Linked DNA regions of Mus musculus: regions 1 and 2 are each linked to region 3. A link is a contact called in public HiChIP or PLAC-seq and Micro-C data. All regions are on one chromosome and are shown on one strand. The core of a region is the stretch at or near the end of the contact, and the rest is flanking DNA. Distances in the headings are between cores, read along the strand shown.

Region 1 (4,126 bases), core at 1,164-3,663, 150 kb after region 3:
CCCTTGGTGTCCTTTGGGATTGAGGTCTGTCTTGTTCATGAACATTTCTCCTTACGTTGTCCTAGCCTCTCAGGTGACATACGTTAAGCTGAGTGATGTTTTGCTGATGCCCACGATGCCAAACTCTGCCTCTGTGTTTACAAGGCCCATTTGTTTCCTCGAGTGGCATTTGCTGGGGTGCTTTGGTAGGACAGCTTTCTTTACTTTCCACCTTTCGGTACATCTGGGATTCGTATTTCCATCGAACCAGAGGTGAAGCCCTGTGGGTGTGCGTGACGTAGATGCAGGGACAGGGACACAGAGGTTGGTTTGTGAAGGTATGGGGCACGGATATGGGTCTGCGTGTGTGACAGCTGTTACGTGTAGAGTGGCATTTGAGGTAGGGAGGTGCTCAGAATGGACCCTTCTCCTCCTACGCTGCCCAGAGCAGCTTTCCTATAAATGTGCACAGCCGTACAAGCACCCCAGTTCTTGAAAGTTGACGTGTGGTAGATGGCGTCGGGAACTCAAGCCTTTAGCCCCACCATATCTTACATGGTGTATGGTGATCAACTCTGCCCTTGCTGGTGGTCATTCTGTGGCTGTCTCACTGTGTCACAGAGATACCTGAGGTGTGTCACACCTGCTCCATTGGGCTGGAATCTACCTGGGTTTGGCTGCTGCTCTATAATAACCAGTGGCTGGAGCAGAATAACCAGTGGCTGGAGCAGAGGTAGCCCAGAGATGGTTGCTGTGTCCTTCCAGCAGCGCAGGCCTGGGAGGCCTGCAGTGACGGATCTGCTGCCTAACTGTCTATCTCTACCCCCACCTCTGCAAAGACTTACAACAGAGTCGACTCTCAGAATCTTCTCACACTTGCCCTTTCTGTCTCCTAGGGCATCCCTCTTCTCGAGGATGGAAGGTGGAGTCTTGGAGTTTTTCCTCTGACATCAAGAGGCCAACATCCCCCAGCAGGTAAGCAGGCCCTTAATAAGGTTGATCCCTTTAACCTCTACCCAGTAGGGCAGCATTTGGTGCCTGAGATGCACAGGCCAGTGAATGCATATCAGGGTTAGAGAGGAGGAAGGCTTCCAGCACACAGAGATTCACAGAAGCAAGGGGAAATAACTTTCAGAAGTTTCCGGTGATGTGTCCTTTCACAGGTATCACCAGCACCTCCCTTATTACCCACCCCCCCTTCATCTTCTCCAGTTCAGTGAGCCCTGCCGGCAAAGGTCAGTTGCCTGAGGCTGGCACCTGTGTGTTTCCGGGATGGCCACGTTCCTGTTTATTTTCTGAGAATTCCCATTCATGTCCTATGGACAAACCAGCCCAGCAGCTTGCTGTCTCTGGTGACAGCATGGGGCAGGGCCAGTGGCCTGTCCTGCCTTTGCACAAAGGAGCTGTTATTTTAACATGAGTTTCTCAAGTCCAGTGATGAGCAGTTGGTTCCATTGGCCCTGAGGTTCGAGATCACACACACGCACACACCCTTTCCAGGAGTGTCGGGAGGAAGGGCTGAAGAGGATTAGTGGGTACATGGTGTTGTGTTCTTGGATTTGTTTCTGATCTTTCCCATCTGACTGCTGGTAGGACTGTCACTGTCCCCAGTAAAGTCAGTGGAGGAGGAATTTACACATGACATGGCGGCACCTTGTGTCTTTCTGGCTACTACCTCTGAGTGCAGAGTGCCTGCTCTGGAGGCTGCAAAAGCAATTTGAGGACCAGCTGCTGGGTCATGTCATCTTCCATTCTGGAACATATATGCACTTTCATAAAGCCCACTGCTGGCTACAAGAGTTGTTCAGGCATTTTCTTTAAATCCACGGTGCCCTCTGTGAAGCCAAGAAAGCTCCTTGGTATTTGTTTCTACGTCTCTGCTGATCTTTTTTGTCTTGTCTGTGTTCGAGTCCACATGTGCACTAGGGTAGGGAGAGTGCCTGGGTGTCCTGGGATACCACAAAGTATGCAGGAGCTGTCAGCCCTGGCTGGGGTCAGTGTTCAGGCTCCTGAGGTCTGGGGGTTTAATGCCCAGGAAGTGGCCAGCAGCAGGCCTTTTCCTTATAAGTGCAGTTCCTTGCCCTGTGGATGGTGATGTGTTTGGGTTGTGGAAACAAGCTGAGAGCCATCCACATTCCACACATTCTTTTGGCCTGGCATTGGGGGCTTGGGGGGGGAAGGGCTCTGAATTTACTATGGGTGGCTGTGGCTTGATTCTCTCTGGGTGAACACAGTGGTTTCCAGAGGGTTGTGCAACAGGAAATGGGGCAGGGGGCTGCTTCTGCTCTCCCTCTTCAGCCTTACTGCTCTTGGTTATTCGGGTCGAGGCTGGTTGAGCAGGCCCTATTCTGATCTGTGTTGGAGGAGACTAAAGGGTGCGACTGCTCTTTGGCCCCAGCACTTTCCTGGGTGGTATTTGTGTGGTTTGCTTTTTCTGGCGCTCTGCCAGATGCACAGGGCCAGCGAGATGTTAGGGAAGAGGAAATAGGAGGTGCCCTGGGGTGACTCTGTCATCTCAGGCGAGCCAGTGGGCCTTGGTGTCTCCTACCTGAGAACCCAGTGTGCTGAGGTAGGCAAAGGGTGCTTACCCCGAGATGATATATCTTTGGGTGCAGTTCAGGGACTCCCCGTCAGTCATCACAGCACTCAGAAAGCCCAACACTTGGTGGCTGTGATACATAGTGGTCAGTTCCTGTGATTTTTGTCCCAGGAAAACAACTGTCCCATGTTCTCAGTGTTTATATTCATAGCCTGATTGGCTCAGAGGTCATTGTGATAGAGAGCTGCCCAGCGTTTCGATGCCCAAAGTGCTGCGCTGCCATTTCTGTTGTTTACTTAGAACACCTGCTATATAAGGTGCAAAAGCTTAGCCTGCTCCTGACCCCAGTTGGTTCCAGTTGAAAATCTTTTGCCCTATGACCATGCATATTGCTGCTCAAAGTGATGGGGGCAGTGTTCAAGTCATCTTTGAGGCCAGTGTGACCAGCCCGTGTACCTGTGATAGATAGATAGGGGTCTTGCTTGATAGGTTCGTTAAAAGGCGGGAAAAGTCTTAAGCACCACAGGTAACATTGTAGAAATTGTAGAAACACTGCAAACAGGAGCAGGGAGAGTCAGCAGTTGAAGGAAGGGTTTTATGAGGTTAGAAACACAGGCATGCAGCAGGCACACAGAGAAAAGGCCCTCTGTCTGTAAAGCCGCATGTCTTTATGCCTGCAAAGGGATATCAGTCTCTTTAGGGCTGTGTGTGTGTGTGTGTGTGTGTGTGTGTGTGTGTGTGTGTGTGTGTGTGTCTGTCTGTCTGTCTGTCTGTCTGAAGTTTTCTCTCCCCTAATTTAGGGTTAGTTAGTTTGAAGACAGGTATGATGAATGTTGGTGGGCCCACAACTGTTATGTGACCTGTCCTGACCTAGCCTTGAATTTGCTGAGGTGGACCTTCAGCAGGGAAGGGAGACCAAAGCCTCCAGGACTTTTATTTTAGGCTACCAGGCTTTTGTCTCAAGTCTGGAGTGGGGAGGTGAGGAACCCTCCTCTTGAAATTCGACACCTTTATTACCTAGCCATGCGCTCCCCCTCCCTCTAGTCTGTCTACCAGGGAGTCTGTCTAACTCGTGCTCTCTAACCTGAGACAGTTCAGAGCTCAGCCCAGCAGGTAAGAACAAGCAGGGAGCCTGAGGTCATGGAGAGCCTGAGCTCTCTGTCTGTCCGGTGTGTCCTGTCCTCTCCCACTACGTCATCCCCCTCTACGGTCCACACCAGCTCCACACCAGCGTGTGGCTCAGAGTCCCCTGCAGCTTTGATGATCACCTGCTCCTTTTGAATTTTCTTAGGCCCCAGGGCTCTCTGTGTTCCCTGCCCATTTTACAGATGAGAAAATAGGCCTCTGAGAGGGCCTCATTCCGGCTTAGCTCAGGGGGTTAGTGTGAAATAGAAAAGCCCAGGCCTAGAATTCCACCGGGTTTGTGTGCCCTCCAGGGTACCTTAACTCACTTCTTAGTCTGTACCTGGGAGGCCACAGGAGTCATTGGGCATGTGCCACATCCCTGATCCCATCACGGACCTGTTTGGAGAACCACAAGGAGCCACAGAGTAGAAATTAACAGGTGAAGTTAATATTGGGATGGTAAATGTCTTTAAATGTCAAATA
Region 2 (3,800 bases), core at 771-3,270, 210 kb before region 3:
ACAGAAGGCTGAGGCCATAGGAGGCCGTAAGAGCAGTAGGGGTAGGGATGGTGGCTCATCAGGTAAAGGTACCTGCTACCAGGCTTAATGACCAGAGTTCTGTCCCATGTGCTAGCGGGACAGAATCAACCCGGGCAAGTCGTCCTCTGATGTTCCTATGTATTCTCTATCTTTCTGTCTCACACACAAATCATTTATACGATTTTAACGCATCGTGCGAAATAAGTCTGCCCTCCTGGGTAGACTTCCAGTGGCCGCCCTCCAACCCCTTCCCCACCCCAGGCCAGGGGGCCATGTAACCATTAGCAGGTGACACAGTCCTTCATGATGAGGAGAGAAGCCTGCTTCACTGGGAACTGATTTAATCGTAGTGTTACCCAGAATGTTCCAAATACTTGTAGCTGATAAGCGTTCTGATACAAAGAAAACCCATGGATATTTTGTAATCCCACGTGACATTTTGTTGCAAAACCTCCCATGAGGTAATCCTTTCACCCATGCCCTGGACTGCTGGGATGGAAGCTTGGTCCCCCTCGCAGCAACGCAGGGAAGCAGCTTCAGGAGGCGGGGCCTAATGAGATGGCTTCAGGTGGTTGGGGTGTGGCTTAGGATGAGGGAGTGGCCATGGCCACTCCCCTCTGTTTTCTGTTTTACTCTGTAACGTAATCTTCTTTGGTTACTGGGGACCCGATAACTCTCAGTGGCCTTTTTTTTTTTGGTGTATTCTCAATAAATATTTGAGAAGCATCTCTATCACACACAGCTAGTAGTTTTTCCCTCTGCGCTGACAAGGAATGTTCTGTCTCATAGCTAGCCCTCCTCTGTAAACTCCCCTGATGATGGATATTCACTTATTTCAATTTGGGTTTCATAGAGAAGTCTGGGTGAATGCTGAGCGCAGGCCTTTGTACAGACATGTGCTTTATTGCTCTTGGGTAAGTACCCAGAATAGAACAACTGGGTCCGATGGGATGTGTTTGCTCTTTAAAGACATGGCAAGGACTGAGAAGGTGGCTCAGTGTGTAGCTGCTTGCTGTGCAAGCCTGAGGACTGGAAATCCATGCAGGTTAGTGATGCTATTGGGAGGCAGAGATGGGTCTCCTCGGGTTAGCTGAACAGTTAGACTACACAGGATCACTGTGCTCTGGGTTCAGTAAGTGACCTTGCCTCAATGAATAAAATAGAGTGACCAATGAAGAAATCTAACATCCACTTCAGGCTTCCATATGAATGCACATACACACACACCACACACTTGCAAATACCACACATATATATATGCCAATAAGGAAGAAATGGCTAAATTGTTTCCCACACATCTGTGCCATTTCCCCATCTGCTCCAGCAGTGTGCATAACTTCCTGTGTCTCCACTCGCTTGACAATACTTTTTAATCATAGACACTCTGGTGGGAGGCATTGTATCTGATTGGCTCTGTTCTGCAGTACCCAGAAGCCATGCTTCTACCTGCTACCTATCCAGCCTTGCTGAATTGCTTTGAGTGACAAATACCCTCCATAGGCTCAGATGCTTGAAAACTTGGTCTCCAGCAGGTGGCACTGTCTGGGGAGGTTCAGGAAATGCAGCCTTGCTGGAGGAAGTCCATCACTGGAGGCGGGCTTTGAGAAATTAAAGATGTAAATCACTTTCAGTTTGTTCTCTATACCCCATGATATGGCTTCAAGATGTGAGCTCTCAGCTCTCGGCTTCCTGCTGAGGCCTCCATGCCTGCTGCTCTTATTCCTCTGCAGTCATAAGCCCACGTAAACTCTTTCTTCTAGAAGGTGCTTTGCTCGTGGTGTTTTGTAACAGAAGAGTAGCTAATACGCTGGCCTCCAGAAACTTCATGCGAATCCCTGGCTGCACAGGGTTTCCAGCCGTGAGAGAAACAGTGGCTCCCTTCCCATTGTACCTGGATTTTAGTTGTAGCTTTCTTAGAGAGAGAACCTGTTTCCCTGGTGTTTATCTGATTGACACAGACACCTACGGTGAGTCAGCAGAGTCCACAAAAGGAGTGGCTGAGTATCTGCAGTGCAGATGCTCACATAATAACCATACGGACCCCAGGATGCAAACACTTCCTCCTGGCTATGTCTGCTCCTGGTCAAAGGCGCACATTCAGAGAAACGCAGTCCATGTCACTCCTGGCTGTACTTTATTACAAAGGCAGATAGTGATAGCCCTGTCCCCCAGCTCAGGACCAGCAGGAGGTTAACTCCTAAAGCTGGTCTGGCACAGAGGCACGGGAAAAGAGAGAGCAGAATGCATTATGGGTGCCTTGAGGGAAAGGCAGATTTCCCAGGAAGGATGCAGGACATCCCTGAGTGCAAGGTCAGGGGCCAGCATGAGAACACGGGGCAGAAGTGCTGAGGACCCTGTGGGGTTTCAGGAGACGATGGCTCTCAGCCTTCCTAATGCCGCAACCCTTTAATACAGTTCCTCCTGTTGTAGTGACCCCCCAACCGGCAAATTACTTTTGCTGCTACTTCATTTATAAGTGTAATTTTGCTACTGTTAAATGTGACATAGGCATGGCAACAGCCTGGAGGGAGGGATTGAGGCAGGGAATAAGTTCCTAGTTGCACAGACTAAGCCCTGGCAGTGTTCAGAGTACCCAGTGGCAGCAGGTTGCCACAGTGTAGAGAGCTATAGGCTGGAAGGGAGTGGGGAGAGCTGGTTAAGTTTCAAGAAAGGGATGACAGGCCTTGGTGAGTGATCCCATGAGCAGGCCCATGGATGACTGAGCACCCACCAGAGTGTGACAGGAAGAGCACAAGGTGTTTGTGCAGACAGGGCAGCAGGCCTGGGCTCGGGAAGCAAAGATTGGGAGGCTCGGCGTAGGGTCCGGACTCTTAGACTCTGCAGCTCAGTAATGCAGAGGGACCGTGGGAAATCCCAGGGCACTTGGTACCATGATGTCAGAAGTAATAATGAGACCGTCAGAGAGTGGCCAGCAAGCATCGCAGGTTTTGGGGATATCCCCTTGATATCCTATGAAGGCTTGCTTCCTGGGGTTCTGCAGGCTACAGACGCACAAGTTCCTTACAAAGGATACAGTGAGTGCTTGTATCAGATGCATAACATCTTAGATACTTAATATTAAACCATCAAAAGACCTCTCTTATCCTGCTGATGTGCAACACTATACCAATGCAGATTGTCTGACTGAGATGACCAATTGACTGGCTAGCACAGTATATAAGAGGGGAGACACAATTGACATATACATGTTATAATTTACCAAAAACAAGCAAAAAGAAAAAAAAACAGCTTTTTTTTTCTTTTAGAAGAGATTTTTAACTTGTTCTGGTTTGGTTAAATTTAGAGTGTGGCTTCGGGGAAGTTCATGGGATTGAGACCCCTGTGATAACGGAGCCCTCCTTCTGGAAGGTCTCCAAACAGAGTTGCTTCTGTTGAGCTGTCCCTCCTTGTTACAGAACATGGAACTGGCTGTGACTTGCCCCTGCTTCTGGTGATGCCGTGTTCCAGCCTGTAATCACATTCATTTTGCACCTGGCAATGGACACTCAAAGTCCTTGTCTCACAAGATCAAGCTCAGCCATCATGCACACAAAGCAGATGTAAAAGTCAGTGGCCTGGGTTGGGTTTTTTTGTTTTTGTTTTTCTGGCTTTATATGAATAGCAAATTACAGTTGTCAGAATATCCACAGGGGGGCTCTCCTGACTTCTAAATGCAGAGGGGCTCACAGTAATTGCGGGGCGGAGGGGAAGTGAACTGAACTTCCACAGTGTAAATAACATTTCAATAAATCTCAATAAGTCTTGAGGACTGGCAGAGT
Region 3 (4,199 bases), core at 53-2,552:
TCATCAAGACTTTCCTAGCTACAGCTGCTGCTGAGTGCCAGATCGGCCACTAGCAGAGGCCAAGACTGAACCCCAGATGTGACACCATTTCCTGGGGTTATATAGTACAGACACCAAGACCCCTCCCCCCGAAGGGGACGCTCAGTCTAAAACTTTGAGTACTATATTTCTTAACTTCCTTCTTTCCCCTCCTTCTTCTTTCTCCCCCTCTCCCTTTCTATCCAGTCCTTCAGCAAATCCTATCACACAGGGGAGCCTGGTCTCATGCATCTCTAGTGCCTGACTCCACTGTCACCCTGCGTCAAGTACCCATCACATCTTGCCCAAATCCTCCCCCTTCCTCCTCCTTGCACCATCTCTATCCCCAGCTCTCCAGTTGTCTCCCCACATGGCTGTCATAATGTCTCGTTCTCCCATAAGAGCCTAGCCATGACAAGATCTGTTTCAAAGATCCCTGTCTCCTATCAAACTCATAATCACCTTCCAGAGGTCTGCTAATCCCTCTCCAGCAAGTTCTAAGCCTCCTTCCCCTTTTTTCCTGGTCCACCTCTCTTCTGTTACAGACCCCTTGGCTGTGCTGGTGAGTCCAGGCACACATCTCAAATGTCCACTGTATTCTCCTGTCATGCCACCCTCCTCCTCATACAACCTCTCTCCCACTGTCCACGTAGCTCCTTGCTTCCTGAGCCACCACAGAGAGCCCAGAAGCCCATTGGCTCGCACAGAGTTCTATAACGTCAAAGCTCAGGCCTGCCGTGCCCAGGGTTTACCATTACACTGAACTGTGCCCTCTACCACTGGCCATTGACTATCATGTCCAGGAAAGACTATTCACATATGAGTGAGTGGTACCACTTGAGGATTCTTCCTCACTCTTTCCCAAAAGTAAAATGTTTGGTCACACTAGAACTGAAGTCACAGATGGTTATGAGCCACCATGGAGGTGCTGGTACCAAACCCAGGTCCTCTGCAAGAGAAGCAAGTGCTCTTCATCACTAGTCTGTCTCTCCAGCCCCCAAAGTCAACAAGTTTTGATGAATATTGGAGTGAACTGGGAAGAGTCCCAGTTGCCAGCACTGTCTGGGGAACTTTATCAGTGAGTACAGTCTGAGTCAAGTTCATCGTCTGAATGATGTGTCAGAGCACCTAACACAAGCTACTTGTTTTTCTCTTTGGCTCTCAGGACTTCTGAGAAATCCCCTTTGGATATTGTCACAGCTCTGTGGCTCAGAGGCAGCCCTCAAGTGCCTTTCTCCGGCAGGGCTCTGCTGTCAGGAATAATGAATGGGTGGTTGGGAGAGGAGCGAGTTTATTTGGCTAAGTGCTGGAGTCCCTAAGAGCAGATGACAAAGTGTTGCCCTCTGCCTGGGGGCAAGGTCTTTGGCTGAGGGCAGCCTTGGCTACGTTAATAAAGTGTATTCAGGAAGATGACTCTCCAGACAGGGACAGGAAGAGGTCATCTGAGAACTTTGGAGGTAGCAAAGCATGCCAAAAACTAGCTATTGAACGCACCCTGAAAAGCCCAAACGTATGTTTTTATAACCACCGAAAGGTGGAAGTACTGTTTCTAAGACACAAATCAATAATACATCATTTTCAGCCAACGATCCATAGCGTATGAATGTCAAAATCCAGAGGTGTGGGAGGCGTCAGAAGAAGTGGGAGTTTTCGTTCCCACAGAAGATTTCCATCCCCGGCTGGGGAAGCTGACACGCTCCATGTGCAGATCGCGCTGCCCACTTCTTAGTAACATGGGCAATGGAGAGTGAAATTGAGAAACCCTTCTGAGTGTCCATGGGTGACCCAGTGAGGGACTAGCCACCAAGCCCTTCTTAAAGCACAGAGTAGAATTTGTACCCCCTAACACAGATGACCTGTATACTTCCAGATGCTAAGAGTAAGTACGCATGAGCACAGAAGTGTAGGGGCAGGGTGGGGGGTGCTCTAGGCCGCAGAGTTCTAACTCGCCTGACTCCATCTGTCTTTATTCTATACAGATGACCTGACCAGAAAGCTTGGCTCTGGGTGTACGTGCTCATTCACACTTAAACAAAGCAACATTTCATGTATGTGTGTGTGTGTATACATATACATATACATATATATATATGATCACTAGCATTAAGAGGGAACATTTTATACATATATGTTGTATTCTTATAAATGTATATAGGCACACATCTCTACATTTAGTATATACATGTTTATGTATGTATATGTGTACACACATACAGATATATGGGGAAATGAATTTATTTGTAGTTTTAGAACTGGGAAAAGAAGAATTATTCACCTCTCCATCGTGACTACGATGACGTCATAACTCATAGAGGAAGCAGAGAAAAGCCAGTAAACACACAGATGCAGTGTCAACAGCCATGGGACATCCCAGGGTGGTCTTTGTGCTTCTTCCAAGTGTTGGGGCTCCTGGCCTCAGAGTCATTTCCTCCTACAGACTAGGACCCTAGTCCCTAGAGCCCCTTGCTTGTTCTGTGGGTCTGAGAAATTTGGGAAGCTGTACCATCTGGTTATCCAGCTACCATTGAATTAACATGTGGGCTCCACACAAGAGCACCTGATGCACATCAGTGGAAAAAGGAGACACCGCCTGGGCCCAGAAGACACACCGGTAAGCAGACCACATGCAGGAGCCAAGGTGGGGGAGACCTACCTGCCCTCTGCATCCATTTATATAAGACAAGAAGCATTCTGGGATTTCTTCAGCTGAGTCTCTACTTTACCCAGGCATTCTTGACACTTTCCCCTAGTCTCTGGATGAACCTTTTTCTTCAGAGTCATGGCCAATTAAGTCGTTCTATGCAATGGTCTCATATAGTGGGGGATGGGTGTGCCCCTTGGTCATTCTCATCCCAGTGTAAAGAAAGGGCCTCTTTCTTCCAAAAACTGAACAACAAAAGGCACTTAGAAAAAAGTGGCCCTTTAAGTTTGGGTCACATGTATGACCCTAGCATCAGGGACAATGACAGAACTACCCATTTAAGGACAGTCTGGGCTATATAGCAAGACTATTATCTCAAACACACACACACACACACACACACACACACACACAAAACTAACCACCAAGAACAAAAGGAGTGGTCATTCAGTTATGTTTTCCTGGAGTCCAGTGTGGATGTGACAGCCAGCACCTCAGGCCAAATGCTGCAGGACTGGGACAGACCTTAACAACAAGGGTGGAACTGATTTGCCTATGAAGCAGGCTCCATTCTGTCAGGAGACCACAGTTACAAGTCTTCTGCTGCAATCCCAGTCCCAGAGAAAGCATATTACTGCACATACAATGAATGGGAGTGGGGGTGGCGGGGAGTTGAAAACAAGTTAGGGATCATCTCGAAAGTTCCAAGTTAATTCTTTCCTGGAGTCTGATTTCTGTGGATTCTTGTCATCTGGAATGTCAAGAACTGCACTTGAGCTATCCAGTTGTCATTGTCTTCATGTTGTTTGTGGTGATAACGTCTTCAGGATGCTTTGCATGCATGCAGCAGAACTGCAGACTGTGAAGACTACAGAAATAACTGCGTCTCTTCTTACGAAGAGCACAAGCACAGTTGACTACTTCATAAACATACTTTGACCTTCAGCTCTATTTCATATGTTCAGGAATAGTACAATTGGGTGCGGGGAACATCTTTAAAATGGCCTCCATATCCTACGTATACACTGAAATCTCAGTCTCTTATGAGTGTGTGCACACGCTGTGTAAGTTTGGATGCATCTATGCTGCATCATGCGTGCAGAGGTCAGAGACAACCGTGGGTGTCCACTTTCACCTACTACATTCTTTGAGAAAGAGTCTCTTGGTTGCTCACCTCTGCATACACCAGTTTAACTGGCCCACGAAATGCCAAGGGTTCTCCCATCTTCCCATTTCCACCTTGTCACAGAAGCACTGGGACTTCAGATGGCCACTACCACACCGGGCTTTTTCATGGGTACTGGGGATTAGAACTTAGGTTCTCATCTTTTTTTTTTTTTTTTTTTTTTGGCAAGCTCTTTCCCCACTGAGCCCTCTCTCGGTCCCTGAAATCTTATTTTCATATTCATTCTGAAGCAAAGAAGAGTAAACTAAGATCGCTGTGATGGTTTCTGCCTGGCCTGGCTGTTCCCGGATTCTTGGCACCTTGGTCAAAGAATCGAAGACGCATGGTATAAATAGCAAAGTAGCCAGGAGTTTG

Evidence for each region. Hi-C and Micro-C count contacts between places; a contact is called where the count stands out from the background. HiChIP or PLAC-seq counts read pairs in DNA pulled down with a chosen protein or histone mark.
Region 1: a FOXA1 HiChIP or PLAC-seq map of pancreatic cancer cells shows a contact between it and region 3. The contact joins two enhancer-like sites. A contact is called at or near these places in 3 of 115 datasets of contacts at active chromatin or transcription factors (epiblast stem cells, extraembryonic endoderm stem cells and pancreatic cancer cells) and 1 of 9 other capture datasets (embryonic stem cells).
Region 2: a contact with region 3 is called in a Micro-C map of trophoblast stem cells, with 6 times the contacts expected there. The contact joins two enhancer-like sites. A contact is called at or near these places in 1 of 15 datasets of contacts at CTCF or cohesin (embryonic stem cells), 30 of 484 Hi-C or Micro-C datasets (the AML12 cell line, the Patski cell line, cortical neurons and 7 more) and 4 of 115 datasets of contacts at active chromatin or transcription factors (astrocytes, embryonic stem cells and pancreatic cancer cells).

Annotation. Positions count from the first base shown.
Region 1 is chr1:89,106,383-89,110,508 of GRCm38.p6, forward strand. Sh3bp4 (SH3-domain binding protein 4) reads left to right here. Exons shown (of 6, transcript NM_133816.3): 2 at 876-954. Among named protein-coding and RNA genes, the nearest start is that of Gm34331, 4.9 kb to the left of the region's middle. Within about 2 kb of position 2,414, at least 148 of the 459 cell types and tissues checked have an H3K27ac peak or open chromatin away from gene starts, as enhancers often do. A contact at or near this core is called in pancreatic cancer cells, where this site is marked.
Region 2 is chr1:88,748,776-88,752,575 of GRCm38.p6, forward strand. No RefSeq gene overlaps it. Among named protein-coding and RNA genes, the nearest start is that of Platr5, 4.2 kb to the right of the region's middle. Within about 2 kb of position 2,021, at least 24 of the 459 cell types and tissues checked have an H3K27ac peak or open chromatin away from gene starts, as enhancers often do. A contact at or near this core is called in trophoblast stem cells, where this site is marked.
Region 3 is chr1:88,958,624-88,962,822 of GRCm38.p6, forward strand. No RefSeq gene overlaps it. Among named protein-coding and RNA genes, the nearest start is that of 1700067G17Rik, 55 kb to the right of the region's middle. Within about 2 kb of position 1,303, at least 14 of the 459 cell types and tissues checked have an H3K27ac peak or open chromatin away from gene starts, as enhancers often do. A contact at or near this core is called in pancreatic cancer cells and trophoblast stem cells, where this site is marked.